2 separate regions of the Sus scrofa genome follow, and region 1 is linked to region 2. Evidence: chromatin contacts called from public Hi-C data. All regions are on one chromosome and are shown on one strand. The core of a region is the stretch at or near the end of the contact, and the rest is flanking DNA. Distances in the headings are between cores, read along the strand shown. Region 1 overlaps SVIL (supervillin). Region 2 overlaps SVIL (supervillin).

The links. A called contact is a pair of places that touch in the nucleus more often than the background predicts.
Region 1: a contact with region 2 is called in a Hi-C map of skeletal muscle, with 3 times the contacts expected there. The contact joins two enhancer-like sites. A contact is called at or near these places in 2 of 47 Hi-C or Micro-C datasets (heart right ventricle and skeletal muscle) and 2 of 2 datasets of contacts at active chromatin or transcription factors (alveolar macrophages and skeletal muscle).

What each region holds. Positions count from the first base shown.
Region 1 is chr10:41,317,037-41,322,190 of Sscrofa11.1, forward strand. All of the region lies in intron 3 of SVIL (supervillin), which reads left to right. Among named protein-coding and RNA genes, the nearest start is that of SVIL, 140 kb to the left of the region's middle. Within about 2 kb of position 2,320, at least 28 of the 83 cell types and tissues checked have an H3K27ac peak or open chromatin away from gene starts, as enhancers often do. A contact at or near this core is called in skeletal muscle, where this site is marked.
Region 2 is chr10:41,245,438-41,250,586 of Sscrofa11.1, forward strand. The region is part of intron 2 of SVIL (supervillin); the gene reads left to right. Among named protein-coding and RNA genes, the nearest start is that of SVIL, 72 kb to the left of the region's middle. Within about 2 kb of position 1,339, at least 4 of the 83 cell types and tissues checked have an H3K27ac peak or open chromatin away from gene starts, as enhancers often do. A contact at or near this core is called in skeletal muscle, where this site is marked.

The DNA.
Region 1 (5,154 bases), core at 1,070-3,569, 73 kb after region 2:
TTGGTCTATAGGTCACTCAATGCATAGTTTCCGAGCAATTGAATGAAATAATCTGCTAACATTTAAGTTCTTACATATCTTAGAGATTTTAAAGCTGCTGTAAACAAATTTGTCCTGACTTCAGGCTTTGCTTTGCTTTTCTGAGTGGTGGTTGTAAAATTGACTTGGGAAAGTGCATCCACTCCTTTCTGCCACTAGGGGGAGACATCGTGCAATTAAAGAATCCGGTTTTAATGACTTAAAAGAAAGGTTAGTACTTGAGTTAATGCTTCTAGATGTTGAGAACTGGGACTAGGTTAAATCAGTCCTGCAGGAGGAGGTTTAAAGCTCTAGCAGCCTCTTTTAAGCTGAACACAGGGTAAACATGTGCCTGGGTTAAAAATATTCCCATAAAAATAGCCTGATAATGTGCTTGAAAATAATGTGTTCTATTAAAAGGTAGCAAATGAAGATTTAATGCTTAATCACTTTAAAATCACTGTCTGCCCCCCTAATCAAATAGCACATGTAGTCTAATAGTGAAAAAGATGTAACATACATATTGAAAACATTCTTTTCTCTTCTTTTATTTATTTACTTTTCTTATTAGGGCTGCACCCATGGTGTATAAGTTCCCTGGCTAGAGGTCAAATCAGAGCCTAGGCCACAGCCACAGTAACGCCAGATCCAAGCCAGGTTTTCAATCTACACCACAACTCACAGGAATGCTTGATCCTTAACCCACCGAGCCTGGCCAGGGCTTAAACCGGAGCCCTCATGGATACCAGTTGGGTTCTTTACCCGCTGAGCCGCAGTGGGAACTCCCATTCTTTCCTCTTCTGAAGGGGAAAAAAAATCTGATAAAAATCCATCATCTGCTGATGTAATTGGCACAGTTTTAATTTCCAGGGGCAGGAGTGTGTACAGTGGTTCTAGTTCTGCTAAATGGCTCTCGACTAAATATATACCTTCCAAACCAAGTGTCACTTGCTCGTCTAACATAATCAAGTCTATGAATAGATCTCTTGTGTGGAATCTTGTTAGACAGCCCCGCTTAAGCTAGAAATGCCCAGGGGGAGGGTAATTCGGTCCTATCTCTGTCGTTAGGAGGGGGTCACAGGGACTAGAAGGGAGGAATTTTTTTTTTCCTATAATTTTTAGTTTTTCTATTAAGGAATTTTCTTTTATGACATTGCATTTCATTGGAATAAACAAGACAGGCTCAGTCATCACTGCTGAATATTTGAGAAATTAATTTACTCATTTTTTTTCCTGCTTTTGTATCTTTAGTTTGTAATTCCGAATGTCCTGAGGTTTGACCTCTGAACTTTTTGCAGGATGGTTCAGGCCATCCAGGCTTGTGCCTCCAGGAGTCTTAGTGGACAGAGCTCATGACCAGGAGCTAAGCCTCTCTCGCCTTTGCTTTTCCTGGCCATGTCCTTGGTGGAAGGGCTAATTCAGAATCAAAGAGCAGAGTTCCCATTGTGGCTCAGCAGTTAACAAACCCAGCTAGCATCCATGAGGATGCAGGTTCGATCCCTAGCCTCACTCATTGGGTTAAGGCTCCAGCATTGCCATGAGCTGTGGTTTAGGTTGCAGATGTGGCTCAGATCCTGCGTTGTTGTGGTGTAGGCCAGCAGCTGTAGCTCTGATTGGACCCCTAGCCTGGGAACCTCCATATGCCGTGGGTGCAGCCCTAAAAAGACCAAAAAAAAAAAAAAAAAAAAAAAAAACACCAGAATCAGAGAGCCACAAGGTTGACAGTGGAAGGATGAAGGGACTAATAGTGCTCCTGGGCCCTCTCACTGGGCCTTAAATAATGGGAATAAATCACAAAAGCTGGAGTTTCCATTGTGGCTCAGCGGGTTAAGAACCTGACTAGAATCTACGAGGACGTGAGTTCGATCCCTAGCCACACTCAATGGGTTAAAGATCTGGCGTGGCCGTGAGCTGCAGTGTAGGTTGCAGACACAGCCCAGATCCCCAGTTGCTGTGGCTGTGGCGGAGGCCAGCAGCTGTGGCTCTGATTTGACCCCTAGCGGCCCTAAAAGAAAAAAAAACCTAAAAAATAAAAAAGGTTGTTCCGGCACCTGACCCAGTGACTCTCCTTTAAGGACCCAGGACATGCAATCTCTCTGGAGAGGGTCTGTTGCTATTTTTGAAGTGGGGGCCTCTGGAGGAGTCAGGGTGCAGGCTGAATAGGCTGCTCCACAGACTGATGGTGTGCGGTCTTTGTCGGAGCCTGGAAGGGCCTGGAGCAAAGAACTTTCCCTTGTATGGCCTCTTGCTCCAGGCCACAGCCCAAGTGAAGTTCCTTTAACCCAGAAAGCTGATCCCCAGGCTGGAGTCTGGCAGGCTCAGCTGGAGGAGGTTTCTATTATTATGTCAATGGCCCAACTGTGCAGCCTTTTAAGAGCTTTGGCAGCAGCTAACCCTTTGTCTGCCAAAAGGTAGGCTCTGGCTTTGCTCGCGAGCCCCCCCAGTTTGTACGGTGAACAGTAGGTGACCCAGAAGCCAGCCAGCCAGTCAGCTTGCACATGGCCTTATTAGGCAGACCAGCAGGCAGGCTGAGAAGGCTGGCGCCTGGGGACAGGCCAGCAGAGAGGGTGGCCATGGGCTTGCATTCTGTAAGGAGCCTGGAGCCCAAACCCTGGAGAGGTGGCCTAGTACCGCTCAATTAATTCGAGTGCCCTGTGGTGCTTGAATATGCATTGTCCTTGGCAGTCACTGGGTGGAAAGTGGGAGGTGACATCCCAAAGAACAGAGGGGCATAGCTCATGTATTTTCCTAGGGCTCTGCTCACTGTGTAACCTGTGCTGTCAAGTCCTGTATCAGGACTTATTATTATGGACTTAATCAGGAACTGCTGACTCTTTTCCATTTAGTCCAGGATGTTTTCGAGACGCAGAATCCCTTATTTTTCAGTGGCCACACCCTCAGCATCTGAAAGTTCCCGAGATTGAATCCAAGCTACAGCTGCAACCTATTCCACAGGTGCAGCAATGCCAGAGGCATGTAAGCCACCGCCCAGGCCGGGGATCAAACCCATGGCTCTGCAGGGACCTGAGCTGCTGCCGCTGAATTCCAAACCTTTGGTAGAACAGTGGGAACTCCCCCTCCCCCCCTTTTTTTAAAGTGTGGTTGATTTACGATGTGATAATTTCTACTGTACGGCAAAGTGACTCAGATATGGAGAGGTGTGTGTGTGTGTGTACACACACGCACATCCTTTTTCAATTTTGTTTTATCTCACGATACTGAATATAGTTCCCTGGGCTGTACAGTAGGACCTTGTGGTTGATCCATTCTATATATGATAGTTTGCATCTGCAAACCGCAAACTTCCTGTCCACCCCACCCCCCATCCACTCCCGTTTGGCAACTGCAAGTCTATTCTCCATGTCCATATAGAGACTTGATCGAGTTTTATAGTGAAGCCTTTCTAGGGGGTGAGGTCATACGTGGAGAACCATCGCTGGGCAGTAATGTGGGACAGCACAAAGAACAGTCCTAGGAGCCGGGGGACCCGGGTTTGAGGGCTGTCACAAGTGGACAGATGATGTCGCGATGCAGGTTAGACGGAACGTGCTCTAGAATGACCTCTCCCTGTACATTTCTCTTCCAAAATGACATTCCTTACTCCTCTCTGTTCTCTTTGACAGTAAGGTTGAAGGAGTAGGGTTGGATAAGAGCCACAGCTTTGCACCCAAGGGAAATAGCTACTTGATTGATTTTTTTTTTTTTTTTGCTTTTCAGGACCACACTTGTGGCATATGGAGGTTCCCAGGCTAGGGGTCTAATCGGAGCTGTAGCCACCAGCCTACACCAGAGCCACAGCAATGCGGGATCTGAGCTGTGTCTGTGACCTACACCACAGCTCATGACAACACTGGATCCTTAACTCACTGAGTGAGACCAGGGATTGAACTCGCATCCTCATGGATACCAGTCGGGTTCGCTTCTGCTGAGCCACAATGGGAAGGAACTCCCTCGACTGAACCTTTGAAGCTGAATCCATCTTTTCTCTTTTGGGTGTTTTCCAAAGCTTGATGTGGTAACGAGAAACTGGGAAAAACAGCACTTGTTGATACTGAAATTTCTGTCCAGACATCTCATGTTATTAAAACAAAGCAGTTATGGCTCCTGACGCAGAGTAAAAGGTTCCCAGTCATTCCTTCCCCGCCCCTTCCCCTTTGGTAACCATAGGTTTCCTTTCAAAGTCTGTGAGTCTGTTTCTATTCTGCAAATAAATTCATTTGTGTCCTTTTTTAAGATTCCACATATAAGGGATAGCATGTGGTATTTGCCTTTCTCTTTCTGACCTACTTTACTTCATATGAAAATCTCTATTTGCATCCATGTTGCTGCAAATGGCATTATTTTGTTATTTTTTATGGCTGAGTCGTATTCCATTGTGTATATGGACCATAGCTTACCTGTCCATCTGTCAGTGGACATTTAGATTGTGTGCTATTGTGAATAGTGCATGAACATAGGGGTGCATGTGTCCTTTCCAATTATAGTTTTGTCCAGATATATGCCCAGGAGTGGGATTGCTGTATCCTGTGGTAGTTCAATTTTTCATTTTCTGAGGAACCCCTGTACTGGTTTCCATAGTGGTTGTACCAGTTTTCATCCCCACCAACATGGTAGGAGGGGAACCTGTTTTTTGAGGTCTCTTGGGTACAAGGTACCATAACCTTTAGGACATTGGGAGTAACCAGGAATGACATTGGGAGTGGCAGGTCAAACTTTTCTTGGGTTTTCACACAGATTATTGTTGTTGAGGTGGCCATGGTTGTTACTGTTATTAAGATGTCTTTCTGGGGACAAGGAAGCCCAGATGTTATTTTCCTCAGAGCACCTGCCTTCAAATAAGTCAAGTTTAACTCTGGAAGAGTGAGGAGCCATCAGGTATTAGCAATGATTGAACATATTTATTCACCTGCCTTTTGGATTTTTCCACTCTTAAAAAATTCTCCTATCTGATGAGCCCGTATTGCCTAGCTCTGTGATCATGTGAAAACCATCAACTAGTGAGTTTTGGATGATTGACGTTCTTCACCCTCCCTGGATAAGTGTAATTGTGTCCACTCCCTTCCCGTCGATGGGGTTCCCCCTCACTGAGGGGGGCTTGGGTCCTTGCATGTCTAAAGAAACGGCATTCTGCACCTT
Region 2 (5,149 bases), core at 89-2,588:
GCAATCAAGATGTATCTGCAGGGTATCAAATGAAGGAAGGAACACGTTGCTTTTGGTCTGCATGTGTAGACCAAATCATAGAGCAGTTTTGTTGTTCAGTAGTCCAGTGATGATTTTGATTTTCCTACCCTCATAAGGTTTGCAATTCAAGAGTCGAATTTGTCTTAGATTCAGCACTTGCCTAACAATTTAAGCTGTGACCTTGGTCTACCTTAAGTGTAGTTCAACATGTGGAACATATGTACCATAGGAACATAAGTACCTGGACTTCCTAGTGATGTAATTGTTTTATCGTGGGAATATGTTGATGGACAGAGCTGCTGGAGTCTTAATTCTTTCCTTAGTGATTAGCAGGCATGTATATAATATGAGGCAGAAGGGAGTTCCTGTCATGGCTCAGTGGTTAATGAATCTGACTAGGAACTGTGAGGTTGCAGGTTCGATCCCTGACCTTGCTCAGTGGGTTAAGGATCTGGCTTTGCCGTGAGCTGTGGTGTAGATTGCAGATGCAGCTCGGATCCTGCATTGCTGTGGCTGTGGCATAGGCTGGCAGCTACAGCTCTGATTCAACCCCTAGCCTGGGAACCTCCATATGCCACGGGAGCGGCCCTAGAAAAGGCAAAAAGACAAAAAAAAAAAAAAATGAGGCAGAAGAGCCACATGCTTGTGTCTATTTTTAGTACAGTGGAGTTCCCATAATTAGCTAACACTCAGAGGTTACTTTAAGAAATTTTGTAAGATTAATGGAGCTTTGTCTCCTACCAGTGAGCAACCAATAATCTTCCTATAAATATTACATGGGAAGAAAACAGGGGTGAGAGTTCATTGACGAAGATGGAAAATGGTCTTTAGAACCTTGTAGAAGGTCCTAAGAGCCCCATTCCATGTGGTAATCTTGTTGGTGTAATTGCTCTGAGCTGCTTTTAAAAAGTCAGACGTGGGAGTTCCCACTGTGGCACAGGGGGTTAAGGGTCCGGCATTGCTGCAGCTGTCGTGTAGGTTGCAGCTGTGGCTCAGATTCAATCCCTGGCCCGGGAACTTTCATCTGCCTTGAGGGGTATGAAAAGAAAAAAAGAAAAAAAATGTTGGGTGTATCAGTATGTGATTACATTCAGTAACATTCACTCTTTCTCTTTTTTTCTTCTTTGTCATTACAGGGCTGTGCTCTTTTAAAAAGTGTACAGCTGTGAGTTTTGTTAAGTGCATACAGTTGTGTAACCACCATAAGCAAAAATGTAAATTTCCGTCACCCTGAAATGTTCCTTCAGCCTCATCCCCTGGTAACCACTGATCTGTTTTCTGTTCTAATAGTTTTGCTTTGGCTGTAATGTCCTATAAATGGAATCATACAGTCCACAGCTGTTTGAGATGCACCAGTGCTGTTGTGTGTTATCGGTAGTTTGCTCCTAGTTATCACTGAGGGGTATTCCATTATGGATGTAGGGTTTGCTTATTCATTCACCAGGTGAAGGACCTTTGGGTTGTTTGAAATTTTTGGTGATGATAACCAATACCTCCATAATACTCACATACAGGTTTTTATAGGAATGTATGTTTTCATTTTTTTTTTGAATAAATAACCTAGGAATGGGATTGCTGGGCCATGTGGTCAGAATCTGTTTGGCTTTATAAAAACTTAACCAAACTGATTTCCAGAGTGGCTGTACTGTTCCCCCCCCACCGCCCCCGCCAACCCCATCCCTCACCCCACTGGCCCCAGGAAGGTAGGAGAGTTCCCTGAACTGCTTTGGGATGCTTAAGATCTATTGCCCAGACCATTTTGTCTTCTTAAAGAGAGAGAACTTCAGGATTTATCTTGTTTCTCTTCTCTCCTCGATTTTGTGTTCCAGTCTCTTCTACTTGAACCTTTAAATTACTTTTCTTTAAAAGTCCTTCAACGCTTTCTTGCTGCCTGAGTTAACTTTTTTCCGTCTTTGTACCACTGCCTTGTTACCCAGCAGATGCTATGCACCTGCCCTTCCGAGGTCCATGGGGGCTGGAGGAATTAGCAGGCACACCTCGCTTGGTTACCTTTCACAGATAACGGTGTTTTTTACAAACTCAGGGTTTGTGGCTCTGCCATATTGAGCAAATCTATGGGCACCTTTTTTTTTCCCAACAGCATTTGCTCCCTTCCTGTGTCTGTGTCACAGTCAGTAACTCTCACAGTATTTCCAACTTTTTCATTATTATTACACCTGCTCTGGTGACTTGTGATCAGTGATCTTTGATGTTACCGCTACAACTCGCTGAAAGCAGAGGATGGTGAGCATTTTTTACCAATAGAGTATTTTTAATTAAGGTAGATATACCTTGGGGTTTTTTTTATTTAAGACACAATGCAGTGTAACTGTAACCTTTATATGCGTCAGGAAGCCAAAAACCCCATGTGACTCACTTTATCCCAGTATTCACTTTACTGCAGTGGTCTGGAACCCCAAAGTCTGCCTGTGTGTTGTTCTAAGCATCGACTGCAGGCTAAATTGTGACGCACAAGGGCACTACTTTTTATTTTTATTTTTACTTATTTTTAAGACAGAATAAATTTATTATACCAAAATGTACTGACAAGGGTCAATTTTTAAAAATTAGTATATAAAAGGATGAGGAGTTCCCTGATGGCCTAGTGGGTTAAAGATCCAGTGTTGTCACTGTAGTGGCTCAGGTTGCTACTGCGGCATGGGTTAAATCCCTGGTCCTGGAACTTTCACATGCTGTGGGCACAGCCCCCCCCCCCCAAAAAAAAAGGTAACACGGAGTTTTGGTAAAGAAGAAGAATGGGCCTCTCTAGAGACTCTATAATGTCTTTTTTGTTGTTGTTAACTTACAATGTTGTATTAGCTTCAGGTACACTGCAAGAACACTACTTGAAATGCTCCTAAGTGCTGTGACTTATAGAATATAAACATGTGGAGGTCCCACTGTAGCTCAGTGGTTAAGAAGCTGACATAGTGTCCACAAGGATGCAGGTTTGATCCTCAGCCTTGCCTGGTGGGTTAAGGATCCAGCATTGCCACAAGCTGTGGCATAGGTTGCAGTGGTGACACGGGATCTGGTGTTGCTGTGGCTGTGGTGTAGGTTGCAGCTGCAGCTCAGATTCAACCCCTAGCCTGGGAGCTTCCATATACTGCAGGTGCGGCCCTAAAAAGAAAAAATAATAAAATATAAACCTGTGATATGCACTGCTGAATTCATAACAGCCTTTCAATATTATCTTACTCAAAACACCACTGCTGGCATGGGACGGATACAAAGAAATGTTGGCATTGGAAAGGGGCTCCTCAGACTTGAAGCTTTGGAGACCCTCCTCTGTAGCAGGCACCTGGATGATGAGAGTGAGGAGGGGACAGTGGACCCCAAGTCAGGACTCATCGCACTTGCCTGCCATCAGGGTGGATGAGAAGAATATGACAGTGAATGCCAGCACTTAGTGTGTAGTTCCTTAGCAAACACAGTTTGCCTATCAATAGGTTTTAAAATTTGTGTTTGTTTTTCACTTGGGGAAAAAAGTGCAAGATGTACCATAGTCATCTGATTTTCATGAAAACACACTCATATAAAGCCAGCAAAGAGTGATGGAGAATATTTGCCCTCATCGGTTGCTGGATTTCAAGATTGATCAAGTCTAGGATTCCAAAGTGGGGGTGTGATATCACCATTGCTTTGAGTGCATCATGGTCCACTGAGGAGATCCCATGTGCCTCTTGACAGAGGAAATGGTGCCCTTGATCCTGGGATTCTCTGAGTCTCATTTTATGATTCTTTTAGATGGTAGGTTAGGTTGTTAATTTGAGATTTTTCTTGTTTTTTGAGGAGGCCCTGAATTGCTATGATCTTCCCTCTAGGAACGGCTTTGGCTGCATCCCATAGATTTTGCATCATTGTATTTTCATTGTCGTTTCAAGGTCTTTTTAAATTTCCTTTTTGATTTCTTTGTTTTGGCCCATTGGTTTTTTAGTAGCATGATATTTAGTCTATTTTTAGTGTCACGGTGTTTAGTAGTATGGTAAATTTTTTTTCTCATTTCTTTTCCTGTGGTTGATTCTAGTTTCACAAGTCAGACCCTTTGAGGCACACTGTGAAATGTTGAATTGCTGTATTCTCTTTTGCAACTTGGCATATAGTATGTTTTGTCATTATGATTACAAATATATATATACATGTATGTATATGTGTGCATGTGATGTGGTTGTGTGTGTGTATATATATATAGTATATACAAATAAGTGTATACATGTGTGCGTATGTATATTTCATTCATAACTATAAATTTGGTTCGTACTATATGTCTTAGTTCAGGCTTTTTTAACAGAATACCATAAACTGAGTACTTCAGCAATAAACATTTGTTTCCCATGGTTCTGGAGGTTGGGAAGTCCAAGATCAAGTAGCTGGCAAATTGAGTTCCTGGTTAGGGCTCTCTTTCTGGTTTGCAGACAGCCACCTTCTTGCAGTGCTTTCCCTTGGTGGAGGGCAGAGGGAAGAAGCAGGGCACTAATCCTATCACAGGGGCCCCACTTTCATGACTGAATCATCCCAAACATTATAACAGTGGGGATTAGGATTTCAACAGATTAATTTTAAGGGACACATATATTTGGATCTTATCAACAATATAAAATCATATTCACAAGCACATATAACTATCAAACAGCAAGCTGGATTTCTTTTCAAGATTTGTTTGCTACTTGTTTTTTTTTTTTCATTTTGTGATTGCTCGTAGGCGAGTCATACGAGACACCAAAGAATTTGGAAAAAGTCCCTAAGAGAACTTAACATTGAGAATTTAGCCCATTAGCTTTTCTGCTTGCAGTTTTGGCTGGTACATACATTCTTTGAGTTGTGAAACAGAACACCTCCCAGGGTTTTACAGCAGTGTATTTGAAAATGCATGAAGACTGGACATGGCCTTTTAAGAACATGTGCTGTAGTGAGATATGTGGGAAGCCCACCCAGTGGGAGCATAAAGCCAAGAAAGTGGGAAATGTGTCCCCATAGGAAGGTGTCCCCAAGGACAGAGGGGTGGTGGCATTTCTGGATGTCACCAGGGAGGACTGTGTGCTTATTTTAGCTCCCTCTTCTTCATGTGTCCCCACGTCAGTTGCTATTTTGACTGTGAGCATCTTCCTGCAGCTGGTGGCGTGCTGAT